2 separate regions of the Sus scrofa genome follow, and region 1 is linked to region 2. The links are chromatin contacts, called in public HiChIP or PLAC-seq maps. All regions are on one chromosome and are shown on one strand. Each heading gives the region's core, a stretch centred on a gene start, on an enhancer-like site or on the middle of the called end of the contact. The rest is flanking DNA. Distances are from core to core; before and after follow the strand shown.

Evidence for each region. HiChIP or PLAC-seq counts read pairs in DNA pulled down with a chosen protein or histone mark.
Region 1: a contact with region 2 is called in an H3K27ac HiChIP or PLAC-seq map of skeletal muscle, with 4 times the contacts expected there. The contact joins the enhancer-like site here to the promoter of VPS33A in region 2. A contact is called at or near these places in 5 of 5 promoter capture datasets (fetal liver, fetal skeletal muscle, liver and 1 more), 20 of 47 Hi-C or Micro-C datasets (alveolar macrophages, blood, brain and 11 more) and 2 of 2 datasets of contacts at active chromatin or transcription factors (alveolar macrophages and skeletal muscle).

What each region holds. Positions count from the first base shown.
Region 1 is chr14:30,582,351-30,585,877 of Sscrofa11.1, forward strand. It overlaps MLXIP (MLX-interacting protein), which reads right to left. Exons shown (of 17, transcript XM_021073760.1): 9 at 3,276-3,527; 10 at 2,583-2,704; 11 at 2,263-2,479; 12 at 799-926; 13 at 180-281; 14 at 1-108. Among named protein-coding and RNA genes, the nearest start is that of IL31, 30 kb to the left of the region's middle. Within about 2 kb of position 1,936, at least 1 of the 83 cell types and tissues checked has an H3K27ac peak or open chromatin away from gene starts, as enhancers often do. A contact at or near this core is called in skeletal muscle, where this site is marked.
Region 2 is chr14:30,466,897-30,470,708 of Sscrofa11.1, forward strand. VPS33A (VPS33A, CORVET/HOPS core subunit) reads left to right here and starts at 2,152. Exons shown (of 13, transcript NM_001098604.1): 1 at 2,152-2,284. The coding sequence starts at 2,183. It overlaps CLIP1 (CAP-Gly domain-containing linker protein 1), which reads left to right. Exons shown (of 26, transcript XM_021072961.1): 26 at 1-199.

The sequences.
Region 1 (3,527 bases), core at 686-3,185, 120 kb after region 2:
CTCGATTTCCTCTCGAAGTCGCCGGGCCTCCTCCTGCATCTGGCTGCGCTCCTGCTGCAGCTTGGTGATGTACTCCACGGTCTTCTGCAGCGTGATGGCGTGGCTGGTCTGGAAGGGGCGGCCGGGTCAGGGATCAGGGGTCAGGGTCTGTGCCCCTGCCCACCCTAGAGGCCACTCACCAGCTTGGTGTTATTAGAGATCAAACTGTTCAGGGTGTCAAAGCCCATCTTGATGTTGAAGCGTCTCTTCTGCTCAGCTGAAATGTGCTTCATCTGCCGGTTCTGTTGGTGAATCAACCTGTCACTGCCACACAGGGACCCTTCCCCTCACCCCCACCCCATCCTGCAGGCCAGAGTAGGGGCAGATTAGGACCCTGCGGCCTCTAGAGAGCTCTGTGTGTGTTGGGTGGTGACAGAAAGCTAAAAGGCTCTAGCAGGAGCCAGAAGGGGACAGGGTGGGACTCTAGAAAACCATCTCTGCAGAAGGAAGCATAGCCACCCTCACACCTCTCATCCACAGGTCCACAGGCATAGTTCTGACAGCTCCCCCACCCCCTCCCCAGGGCAAGGTCACCATAGGGCTGGGTAGTGGATGGGGGATGGGAGGGGCTGACAAGCTCAAGGTTAAAGCAGCAAACATCCCTGTTTCGGATGCTGCCCCCTCTTGGTGGGACTCCCATTGAGCCTGTGGTTCCTTCCAGTGTGTCTCTAAGTAAGAGACGTAGCTGTCCCAAAGGTCCTTTGATAGGCCTCTCCTTGCCTCCCCATCCTTCCAAGTGAACCACAACCTGAGAGGTACCTTTAAAGCAGCCACATTTTTGAGGTCTGCAGTAGATTTCCCTGAGCAGTTGTTCTGGGGAGACTGAGGGCTGGGGCTCTGTTCTGAAGCACACGGAGAGGCCTGCCCTGAGTTCGGGCAGTCTCGACCTAAGAAGAGCAGAGACTCCCCTCAGGCACAAGGCTGCCCAGGCACACGGGGGACTTGCCCACGAAGGGAACCCCCGGCAGGTCTCGAGTCTCAGAAACCCACCCTTAACCTCCCAGAGCAGCCCCAGTGCAAAAGCTAGAGAAATCCTGGCTGACATCCCGGGTGGGGGCAGGTCCTGTTAGGCCTGCTCAGGGAGGCTGGCTGGGTGCAGGGCTGGGCTCAGGACAGATCTTGGCCGAGCTCTGCAGTCACAGGTCCAGGGGAGCTGAGAGGAGGCTCCACTCCTGATGCCTCCTGCAAAGCCACCTAGGGCTCCAGGGGCCCCTGAGCATCTAAAGGTTCTAGTTCTCACTGAGTGGCGAGCATGCAGCTGTCTGTTCTTCTTGTTGTTGTTATTTAAATTCTACTTGTATGTTTTCTTACACTTTTTTTTGATCTTACCCATCCCCACACAATTTTTAATGGAAAAAAACCAACCAAACAAACCAACACACCTCTCTTTTTACCCAAGAAGGATGTGACAGAGGCAAACTGTGTGTGTGGCCTGGCTAGCCGCACTCCAGGCTCTGAGCTCAGGAGACACGCCTGGAAGCCCTGCCCAGACCCTCTCGGGACCCTGTCCCCCTTCACAGTATGGACAACTTGGGTTCAGGCCCCTCCACCTGGCTGTTCTCCCCATGCACTTCGAACTTCCAGGGATCCACACCTTGGTGGATAAGGCAACATTTACCGAGCCCCCCTAGGGTACCTCAGGCCCAGATCATAGCTAGTCTGTGTATCTTCCCAGATAAGGGTCCTTATTCTTCAAGGCCTGTCCTGGAAAAAGCCCCTCTGTCTGACCGCTGTAGGTAGAGACTCCTCCCCTCTACATTGGAAAGACACCTCTGCACCAGAGGTGGTTTTATTAAACACAACACACTTTGGTCTCCCTTCCGAGGTGCCGTCTGACTCCACTTCACCCCCAGCAGCACAGCCTCCCCTGACCTCTCGGCTCTAATGAAAGGCCAAGCCAAAGAAGAAGGCAGGCACTTGCGAGGCCTGATGGGCTGTGCTGATGCCACCCCAGGCTCATGCTTTCTGGAAACTGACGCCAAGGGCTCCTCCTGACTCCTTTTGTGGGTCAAAGCTGGCAGCTCAGAGGCAGGCCTCTCGGAAAGAGGCTGAGCATACTGGCGCCGCCTGACCACAACACCCTGTGCTCCCCTGGTTTGTCCTCCCTTCAGTGAGCCTTCCCCTTGCCAGGACCGCCGCACTGCCAAGCCTGCAGCCCAAGCTCAGTCCCGGGCACGCATGGCCACCTCCCCAATCCAGGAGCAGCCCATTCACTCTACTCACGCAATCCCGACCGATCCAACCGAAGAGAAGACTCACTTGGGCCCGTGGCAGGGACCGAGGGCGCACCCCCGTGCAGCGGAGCCTGCTCGCCCTTCACCAGGGAGTCTGGCACTGTGCTTGGAGAGAAGAGCCGTGAGACGGGGGCAGGCTGGCTGCCCGTGCTGTGACCAAGGTCTGTCACCAGGATGCTGCTATGGAACTCTGTGACTCCAGGAGCCTACGGGGACACAGGAGATAGAGGTCACCCCCCGACCATAGTCATGCTGGGCGATGGCCCCTTGGGGTTGGAAAGATGCTGAGGGTCTGTCTGGACCCCTTACCCTGGTAATGGCAGCAGGCGTGATGACCATGTTGGACTGAGACACGGTGGAAGCCAGCATCCCTTCTCTCTTCAGAGGGCCTGATGTCATGATCACTGCTTGTGGCGGTCCTGAAAAGGCAGCTGCCAGGACAAGGGGAAGGTGAGGGTGGAGGTCTGCTTCAGGCCTACTCCTGACCCCAGAGCCTGGGCCTGGCCAGGTCACATGTGGGGCCACCAGAAGCAGCACACAACCCCTTTGCCACCACTGAGACATCGCCTCCTCACTGCAGGGCACAGACAAAGCTACCAGGGGTTTTTTTGGCCACACCCATGGCATGCAGAAATTCCTGGGCCAAGGACTGAACCCATGCCACAGTAATGATCTGAGCCACAGTGGATCCTTTAACTGGTAGGCCACCAGGGAACTCTGGACAAAGCTACTTTTTGTAACTTCTCCTTGGATGGGGACAGATTACAGACCACGGAAAGAGGTAACAAGGCAGGACCGTGTTAGTCTCAAACTGGGTTGAGACTAACTTTAAAAGAATGACACAGGATAGAAAAAACAGGCTAGATCACACACACATAGTATTTCATAACTCTTCTGTTTCACATCACAATATGCATGTCACAAGTTTGCAAGCCTTGGGGACAGAAAACATCCCAGGTGGGGGAGGGGGACACCATACCTGCTTCCCTCCACCCGACTCACCTGGGGCGATGCGAGCATTCTTCAATACCAAGGACACAGGCTCTGGTTTGGGAGCAGGCACTATTTTGGGGGGCTGCTTGTGCCTCACCCCAGGCAAGGATACAGGCTTGGGGTGCACAAAAGTTAAACGAGGTTGGGGAGGCCCGACAGTCATGGGCCGGGTGACTGGAGACAGCGCCAGGCCACAGGCGGACATGGAGGGGGTGGGATAGCGGGTTGTGATAATGAGTCCCTGGCTCTGGCTGAAGGTGG
Region 2 (3,812 bases), core at 902-3,401:
CCTTTGATGTATTTTCCCCTCGAGATTATCAACTATGTGTTTGACAAGTGAAAGATAAACCTGTAATCAGTTCAAATTTTTGGTTATAAACATGAATAGGAACTGTTTCACAAACTATGTGTAAAGCAGTATTAAAATTTGAGCAAACAAGTGTTCTGTATCTACATTAATAAAGGGTTATTCTTTTTTGCCAGTGGTAGTAAACTGGTATTATTCTCAGGTTTATTTGTCGTAATGGTTTTTCTACAAATGAACAAGCACTGTAGATCCAAATAGCAATTTCTACTGCCGTTTGTTGATAAACAGCTTTTAAGAAGTTATCTCAAAGCATTCTATGACCCATTCAGCATAAAATAAATACCCAAGGTGCTTATCCATTGCTATGTCACACTCTCATTACATGTAAGTGGCACCAGGTACAACCAACTACATATTGATGCATGAAGTTTTGCGAAGAAACTGGTGAAAATTGCTGTGATGTTTACCAAAATGACAAATGAACCGAGCATCTGTTTTATGAGTTCTGACTCCACCACAGGTAGATATTAATCCAGAGTAGAGTTACTAGCTGAACATTACTTTGACCTTTAAAAAAAAAAAATACCCTGATAGTAGTCCTTGACTACAGCATTGACTAAACTGATGAAAAGACTCAACTACACTTATTGTGGTCATCATTTCACAGTGTATACAGAAATCATTATGTTGTATACCTAAAGCTAATATAATGTTATATGTCAATTATATCTCAATAAAAATGCATTTTAAAAAGAAAAAAGCCTCAAACTAACACTAAAGTCTGCAATGTTTCTAGGGCAACTGCAGTACTGTAGCAATGTCTCCAAACATTGGGTCTTACACAAGTAGAAGGTCTGTTGATAACCATCTAGCATCCTGACGGTGAGTTTTTTGGTTTTTGTCACAAGGGCACCTGAGTTCCCAGACCAGGGGTCAGATCTGAGCTGCAGTTGCAACCTAAGTTGCACCTTCTGCAGCTGCCAGATCTGTTTGAGGAGGATCCTTTATTCTAGTTTTGCTCATTTGCACCCAAGCATGACTTCACTAACTGTGGATATTTTTACCTCTCAACATAGTTGTGCTCTCATTTAACAGTTCATGACATGGCCTGCTGAGCTCAAAGTTCACTCTCACAGATGGTGCTACAATATGTAATTCTCAGTTGAACAAAAACCCTGCACATGTGAGAAGAGTCTGGGATACAGGTTGAGAACCACGGTGAAAATCGGGTTGAGAATTAAGGCATGAAACACTCTGCATGTATGGAAACAAGTTCTTTTAAAATCTAAATGTCTTTGATAGAATCAAGACATTGAGAGTATAAGTATCTTAGTATGTATGACTGATTATCATCCTCAAATTCCACTCATCGCTTTCGTATACTCCATGTAATTGCTTCGCGTCCTTTCTTCGTAACATTGTATGAAGGATTGAAGGAAACCAGGCAAGACCAAACATTTTCAAGCCTTTTTCACCTCAAAGTACTGAAAAACATATATCTTCCTAATGTTATTTATTGAACAATTGTTAAATTACAGGCGCACTAAGCCTTTTACATAAATTATACCATGTAAATTACATCTTCTTTCATCCTCGTAATTCACAAGAATTTTACCTGGATTCCACGTCGGATACCGTTTGTGTGAAATACTACACATCACACAAAAGTCTATTAGGAAGAGCTAAAGGGACAAGTCACTCAAAGTTCCCGCGGCCCTTAGCCATTTTTGTAGACTGTAGCCGACAAACCGAAAGAACAAAGCTCAGGCCCTTTCGATAGCTATAAATCGAAAAGATTTCCATTCAAGCTCAGCTTGGTTACCATTTTGCAGCGGTATGCTTGCTGCTCTGAAGAAAGTCTCTCGATTTTTCAACGAGATGAGTAAGACCCAGACTCTATCCTTAAACACAGCTCTCAGCGCTCAACAGCTCCTGGACTGAGGCTGTGGTCTTAAAAAGCCTCAGAACCCAAGAGGTAGAATAAAGCGGCGGGCGTTAGGGCCAAGAAAGCGGCAGACAGCTGACGATTCTAGTTTCCGGGTTTGGCGTAAGGTCGGCGGCCCGGGTCACGTGAACACGCCGTCACGTGACTGCGCCCGTGGGCTCTGCTGGGGAAAAGCCGATTCAGTTGGATCGAGGGGGGAGTAGGGGGCGGTGGGGCAAGATGGCGGCGCACCTATCCTATGGGCGAGTTAACCTGAACGTGCTGCGCGAGGCGGTGCGTCGCGAGCTGCGAGAGTTCCTGGACAAGTGCGCGGGAAGCAAGGTGAGGGACAGTGCGCGGCGACACCGCCCTCCAGCGCCGTCCGACTTGGCCTAACCCGGTCCTTGACCGCCTGAGCTCCGGGTGTACGAGGTCCCCTGGGGCTTCCAGAGAGGAGAGCCGGCGGGTATGATGAGGCGGGGAGAGGGGACAGCTGGTGGGGCCTGGGGCATCCAGCCTGGATTCTGCGTGGCATCGCGATTGTTTCGTGGAAGCGGAATAAGCCACTGTGCTACCTTAGTCCCTCACGAATCAGCTTGTGTCAGTGCCATTCAGGTCCAGAGGGGCGAATCCGGTGCCACCCCCACCCCTACACACTGTTGAGGCGGGCCGGCCCGAGGACGTAGATGATCCAGTGTCCATTCATTACAAAGATCATACGTGTGGTTAGAAACCATACCTTTGAAAGTCTGAAGCACCACTGTCTTACAACCTTTTCTTCACATGGATTATGAGAAGTGGTAGCATTTGAGGGTTTTTTTTTTTTTTTTTTTGTCTTTTTGCTATTTCTTTGACCGCTCCCGCGGCATATGGAGGTTCCCAGGCTAGGGGTCTAATCAGAGCTGTGGCCACCAGCCTACGCCAGAGCCACAGCAACGCAGGATCCGAGCCGCGTCTGCAATCTACACCACAGCTCACGGCAACGCCAGATCCTTAACCCACTGAGCAAGGGCAGGGACCAAACCCTCAACCTCATGGTTCCTAGTCGGATTCGTTAACCACTGCGCCATGACGGGAACTCCAGCATTTGAGGTTTTTAACGTCAGCCTCTCGAAACAGAATTGTTTCTCCTGTTAGACATTTTTTTTTTTTTCCTGGCCACCCTGGGGCATGTGGAAGTTTTTGAGCCAGGGATCAAACTTTCACCACAGCAGCAGCGTGAGCCCTGCAGTGACAATGCCAGCTCTTTAACCGCTGCACCACATGGGAACTTCCAGTTAGACATTAATTAGCATCCAGCTCACAATGGAATGGGAAACATAGTAGGTAAGGGACTTCCCAGCATTTCGTTTAAGTGGTATTACCTTGACCCTCTCTCCTTATGATTTATCAGTCCCCATAAAGTAACTGGCAATAAAGCTCTGAAGAGAAAAGGAAAATTGGGAAAACTCTGAAACGAATATTAGAAAGAATAGCACTCTGTGGAGTTCCTTTTGTGGCCCAGAGGTAAGGAACCTGACTAGCATCCATGAGGATGTGAGTTGGATCCCTGGCCCTGCTCAGTGGGTTAAGGATCCCACGTTGTGGCTGTAGCATAGGCCTGCAGCTGCAGCTCCAGTTGCACCCCTGGCCTGGGAACTTCCATATGCCACAAGTGCAGGCCTAAAAAGAAAAAGAAAAAAAAAAAAAAAAAAGAATGGGACCCCAAGAGGTAGAGTAGGTGCTAGCAGCCATTGAGAGAAGACAAAAGCAGGCAAAGTCCTAGGTGCTCAGTTAAAAGTCGGGAAATGATGCTGAAATCTGAATGAGAGCATGGATTATGTCAATTCAGTATCCTGGTTGTAACACCTATTGTGCTGTAGTGTTGCAA